Regions from separate parts of the Mus musculus genome. Here region 2 is linked to region 1. The links are chromatin contacts, called in public Hi-C maps. All regions are on one chromosome and are shown on one strand. The core of a region is the stretch at or near the end of the contact, and the rest is flanking DNA. Distances in the headings are between cores, read along the strand shown.

Region 1 (2,532 bases), core at 17-2,516:
CTTTTCCAGTCTCCTGGGAGTGGGTGGGGTGGTGGCTGCTGTGTATGTAATGATTAGCAACAAAGACTCCAAAGCCAGAGAGTGTGAACTGGGTGGCTCCTACCCTCTCTGGCTCTTTTATCTGTGTTTGTTTGTTTGTTTGCTTGTTTGTTTGTTTTTCGAGACAGGGTTTCTCTGTATAGCCCTGGCTGTTCTGGAACTCACTCTGTAGACCAGGCTGGCCTCAAACTCAGAAATTCTCCTGCCTCTGCCTCCCAAGTGCTGGGATCAAAGGCATTCGTCACCACTACCTAGCGTTTTTATTTTTTTTAAAGACAGGGTTTTACACTCTAGCTCAGCCTAGCCAGGAACTCACTATGTAGCCCAGGCTTCCCTCTCCTGTGATTTCAACCCTTTCAAATGCTAGAATTATGGACATGAACCACCACACATGGCTCTTTGATTATCTTTAATTTAAAGATACCTGCCTCTTTCGCATGTTATGAAAAATTTCGGTGTTAATATATGCACAAAGGCAGCTAGTCCAGGGCTGGACTCACCTCAGCTCTAGCTACTGTATCAGTATTGGTTACTATAGATTTCTGAGTGCCCAGAGCCCAGGGCCAGGGCTGGTCTGGAAATTCACATAACTGAGCTGAGTGAGGAGTGGCAACAATCATGGGGCTTTCGAAGGAAAATCTCCTAAGCTGGCTTTTCTGGGGTGGAGGCAGCAAGGCGGCAGGTTCTGTAGCTTCATGGTGTTTTACAGTGTGACTCATGGCAGATGTTTTCATGGGGTTCAGCAAAGAGGGGTACTGTAAGGTGTCCTGAAGCCACACCTCCTGTACTGGGCAGGGCTTCTTCTAGGCTGGGGTCCAGGGAGATTGGGGTCAGGCCAGAACTCCCTGTCTCCCTCAGAAAGAACTTGGGAGGCAGTTACTAGCTTACATCACTCTGTCATCTGTCTTTCTCCATTTCTCATCCTTCCCTCAGACTCTTAGAGACATAGATACATATTTAAATTTTTAATTGACACATAGCAATTATACAGATTTGTGAGGTACAGTGTGACATTTCAACAAGTACTTGGTGTATAATGAGCAGGTCAGGTAGCCTGCCTTGTACCTGAAACTGTTACCCTGACGTATAGTAGTAAGTCTTGTGAATGAATCACCCTTCATTCAGGCTCAAGTGGGAAGTAAATTGGCTTCCTCCTTCAAATGACATCAGAATGTAGAATGGGGCTGTGGAGGGCGCTGGTGTTGGGGTGTTTGGGAGGAAGAAACACTCTCTTCGAAAGCAGGAAGCCTTCCAGGTGGCTGGATGGGCTATGTGCTCTGTGCTCATTTCCTGCATGCCCCAGGCCGAGGAGCAAATGAAATGAAGACATTTCTTCATGGGTGCTTTATTGTCTTTTAAGTGATGCTGCAGACTGGATTTAGCTGGTCTTGTGATGACTCTTAGCCCACAAAGTGTTTTTGCTTAGTCATATCATTAAAGAAGCTGATTGAAGAAATAGCCCTCTACACAATAAGCCTATATAAAGCTTACGTTTGGAAAGCATTTTGTACCAGGTTTAAAGATTAGTAAGCCCCGATGGAGTGGATGTGTCAGCTGAGGTTTATCTAACTTTATTAACAGTTTAGATCACCCCAGTGAGGACCAGCATCAGCCTGAAGTCTAACATAAAACTATTTTGGATTCCATTCACTGGCTTCCTCACAGGAGGCAAAGAGATTTAATGATGTTAAAGCGCAGGGTCATTGGACACTGAAGCATTTGCCACATCAAATACCTTTTAGTGAAGGAAAAAGGAAGGAAGGAAGGAAATGGGGAGGGAAGAGGACAGAGGAGGGAGAGAGAGAGAGGGGAACAGAGATTCTAATGATGAATTTCTTTAGAATTAAATTTTAAGGTTAGACACGGTCTAGTAAGTTGTGGGTCTCCACCCCTCCAGTGGGGGTTGAACAACCCTTTCATAGGGGTGGCCTAAGATATAGGAAATATCTGATATTTACATTACGATTCAGTTATGAAGTAGCAACAAAAATACGTTATGGTTGGAGTCAGCACAATGAAGAACTGTCTTAAAAGGTCGCAGCATCAGGAAGCTTGGGAACCCATGGTCTAGTATTTCCTGAAGGTGTGCTTTTGGAAAATAAGATTTAAGAAGTGCTTTCCTAAAACAAGTTCCCAACTGCCCCAGAGACTCTCTTAGCTCCCAGGTCCCCTTCCAGGGTCCGATGGCTTGTTCCCTGGTTGGCCGGAATTCTAGTCCTGTGAGTACTAAGGGAATTTAGCTTGCAGAAAGATAAGAGAGTTGCCCTTGGCACCTGAGGGCTGCCCTGGAGAAAGACTAGATTTGCTGTGGATACCCAAGAAGTAGAACTGGGTAAAGGGTGGGTGTGGATCTAGGGGAAAATGTTCTTCGGGTACATCTCCCTAGGGACAGTGATGTCATCTCCCCCGTGATGGCTTATTTTAACTGAGGCAAGACATCTTGGCCAGCAGGCTGGAGGAGGGGGTGCCAGCCCTGGATGAAAGCCAGCTTTG
Region 2 (2,532 bases), core at 10-2,509, 320 kb after region 1:
GGGGCAATTGTACAATCTGTTACATGGGAGGGGACAAGGAGAGCAAGGGATGGAGAACAGGGCTCTGGGTCAGAAGGCCACAGTTTCAATCCTGGACACATATTTACAGGTTGAGACACATGGATGTCTTATTTCTGGACACACATTTATGGGTTGAGACACATGGATGTCTGTCTTATTTCTGTCTTTCTGTACCTCTGCATCCCCCTCCGCTGTAATATGGGGACTGGAACACTGTTGACCTCATGGAGTTGGGCTACCATCTGAGTGCTTGGGACAGTGACTGTCCTGTGTGATGCAGCCATTAAGTACAAGTTGTCATTGCTACAAAGTAGGTTCTGCTCAGGACCAGGGAACAGAGGGCTTTGGGGGCACTAACGGCATCAGCCTTCACTGGGACGATGCTTAGAGCCTTCTCAAAATAAGTAAGAGCTGAAAGCCAGGGCAATGCCATGTTCTCATTCTTCCTTTTCTTAGAGGCTTGGAACTGATACCACCCTGGAGAGGCCCTAAAATCCTTAGACACCACCACTACCAACAACAATGGTGTTAGAGGCGCACGGGGGTGCAGCACAAGGGTATATAGTACTTGAAGGCTTGTGAAAAGCAATCTGCTCATCACTAAAGTTCAATCACCAATAGACACGGCAATGGAGACAGACTTCTGGGCAGGTAGTGAGCACCAGGTGGGTTTATTTCAGAGCCAAACAGTCCTGAAACATACAATAAACCATGACGCTCATCTTAGCAATGAAGAACACAAATGAAGACTGTCCAGATTGTCTGATTGGTGCCAGGACATGATGTCAAGTTCAACTGTCAAACTGCTTGGACTGCATCTAGGACATTGGGTATGCACACCTCTGGATGTGTAGAGAAGGCCTGTCCCAGATGTGGGCACAGCCATCCCATAGGCTGGGGCCCCACCAGTGCCAGAATCTTCTTTCTCTGCTTCTCAGCCACAGACCAACTTGGCCCTAGACCCCTCCCTGATGTGTCATGCTGAACCCATGAGCCAAAATAAGTCTTTCCTCCCCTAAGTTGCTTCTCTCAGTATTTGGTCACATGCATGATCATCTTCCTGTCAAAGCTGATTTCTCGTTAATGAATTCAGAAGCAGTTACATTCTACAAGCTGAACCCTTCCTTTGAGTTCTAGTGTGAAAATAATTTTAAGACTGTGTCATCCCAAAGCCCTGCCTGGGGTAACGAGGAATGCAGATGGTGGTGGCCCTGTCCCTGGGGCCCTGTAGAAACCAGGCAGCTCACAGAGGAGGAGTGTGAGGACGGCAGCGGAAGCTGGGCCCTTCCTGCTGAGCTGGCAGATGGCTGCTGGGACAAAGAGGAAAATTAATTTTCCTGAATGGCACCGAGTTATAGCAGCTGACATCTGCAGGAAGAAGGCTTGGCCAGCCCTGGGGAGGGAAGAAGGCTTTTTCCCCTACTGTAAGAATTCTGTAGGCATCAAAAGATCTGGAAATGCTGTAGGCAAATGTGACCAATGCCATTAGTAAAGAGAGCATGTCTTAAGTGGCAGCACCTAGTGGGCTCTAAAACACATCTATACCATGAAGATCAGTTGTTCCACCTCTAGCATTTTAAGCATTTCATGTTTAAGCAACTCTGCAGCAGACAGTAATCACAGGTAAATGTCTACTGTTTTAAAGGCCCTTTTTGATTACAGACAGGTCACCGATTTGCACTGGCTCTTTGGACCCAATACCCTTACCTTTCCAGTACCCACCCAGCACTCATGCTGGCATTCCTTTTGTACTGGCTGGTTTTATGTGTCAACTTGTCACAGGCTGGAGTTATCATAGAGAAAGGAGCTTCAGTTGAAGAAATGCCTCCATGAGATCCAACTATAAGGCATTTTTTCAATTAGTGATCAAGAGGGGATGGCCCATTGTGGGTGGTGCCATCCCTGGGCTGGTAGTCCTGGGTTCTATAAGAGAGCAGGCTGAGCAAGCCAGGGGAAGCAAGCCAGTAAAGAACATCCCTCCATGGCCTCTGCATCAGCTCCTGCTTCCTGACCTGCTTGAGTTCCAGTCCTGACTTCCTTTGGTGATGAACAGCAATGTGGGAAGTGTAAGCTGAATAAACCCTTTCCTTCCAACTTGCTTGTTGGTCATGATGTTTGTGCAGGAGTAGAAACCCTGACTAAGACACCTGTAGACACATGACAAATTATGAATTCAGCTCAGCATCCCCTGAGAAGCGCACTGGTACAGATAATGTCCAGAGCACACTTGGGTTAAGTGGCTAGGTCAAAGCCATCCACGCAAGTAGGTGAGTGGACAGGCCGGAGTTCAAGTCCAAGCAGTCTGACTCCAGCCCCTGCCTTGACTTCCCCACTGGGCTTAGGGCATCCCCTCAGCAAAAGTCTGAGAAAAGAGAGGGAGTAACCCAGCTTCTAAAATGGCAGCCTGGCTCTTCCTCTATAAGAGCTAAGAGCTCTCCCCTCTGCCCCAACTCCCGGAACCTCCCAGCAGGCCAGGCTCCAAGGCCACTGGAGAACAAAGCCACACCAAAA

The links. A called contact is a pair of places that touch in the nucleus more often than the background predicts.
Region 2: a Hi-C map of bone marrow-derived macrophages shows a contact between it and region 1, with 18 read pairs. The contact joins two enhancer-like sites. A contact is called at or near these places in 2 of 484 Hi-C or Micro-C datasets (Th2 cells and bone marrow-derived macrophages), 1 of 115 datasets of contacts at active chromatin or transcription factors (astrocytes) and 1 of 9 other capture datasets (embryonic stem cells).

Annotation. Positions count from the first base shown.
Region 1 is chr16:30,674,810-30,677,341 of GRCm38.p6, forward strand. No RefSeq gene overlaps it. Among named protein-coding and RNA genes, the nearest start is that of Fam43a, 76 kb to the left of the region's middle. Within about 2 kb of position 1,267, at least 23 of the 459 cell types and tissues checked have an H3K27ac peak or open chromatin away from gene starts, as enhancers often do. A contact at or near this core is called in bone marrow-derived macrophages, where this site is marked.
Region 2 is chr16:30,991,487-30,994,018 of GRCm38.p6, forward strand. All of the region lies in intron 3 of Xxylt1 (xyloside xylosyltransferase 1), which reads right to left. Among named protein-coding and RNA genes, the nearest start is that of Gm15742, 16 kb to the left of the region's middle. Within about 2 kb of position 1,260, at least 22 of the 459 cell types and tissues checked have an H3K27ac peak or open chromatin away from gene starts, as enhancers often do. A contact at or near this core is called in bone marrow-derived macrophages, where this site is marked.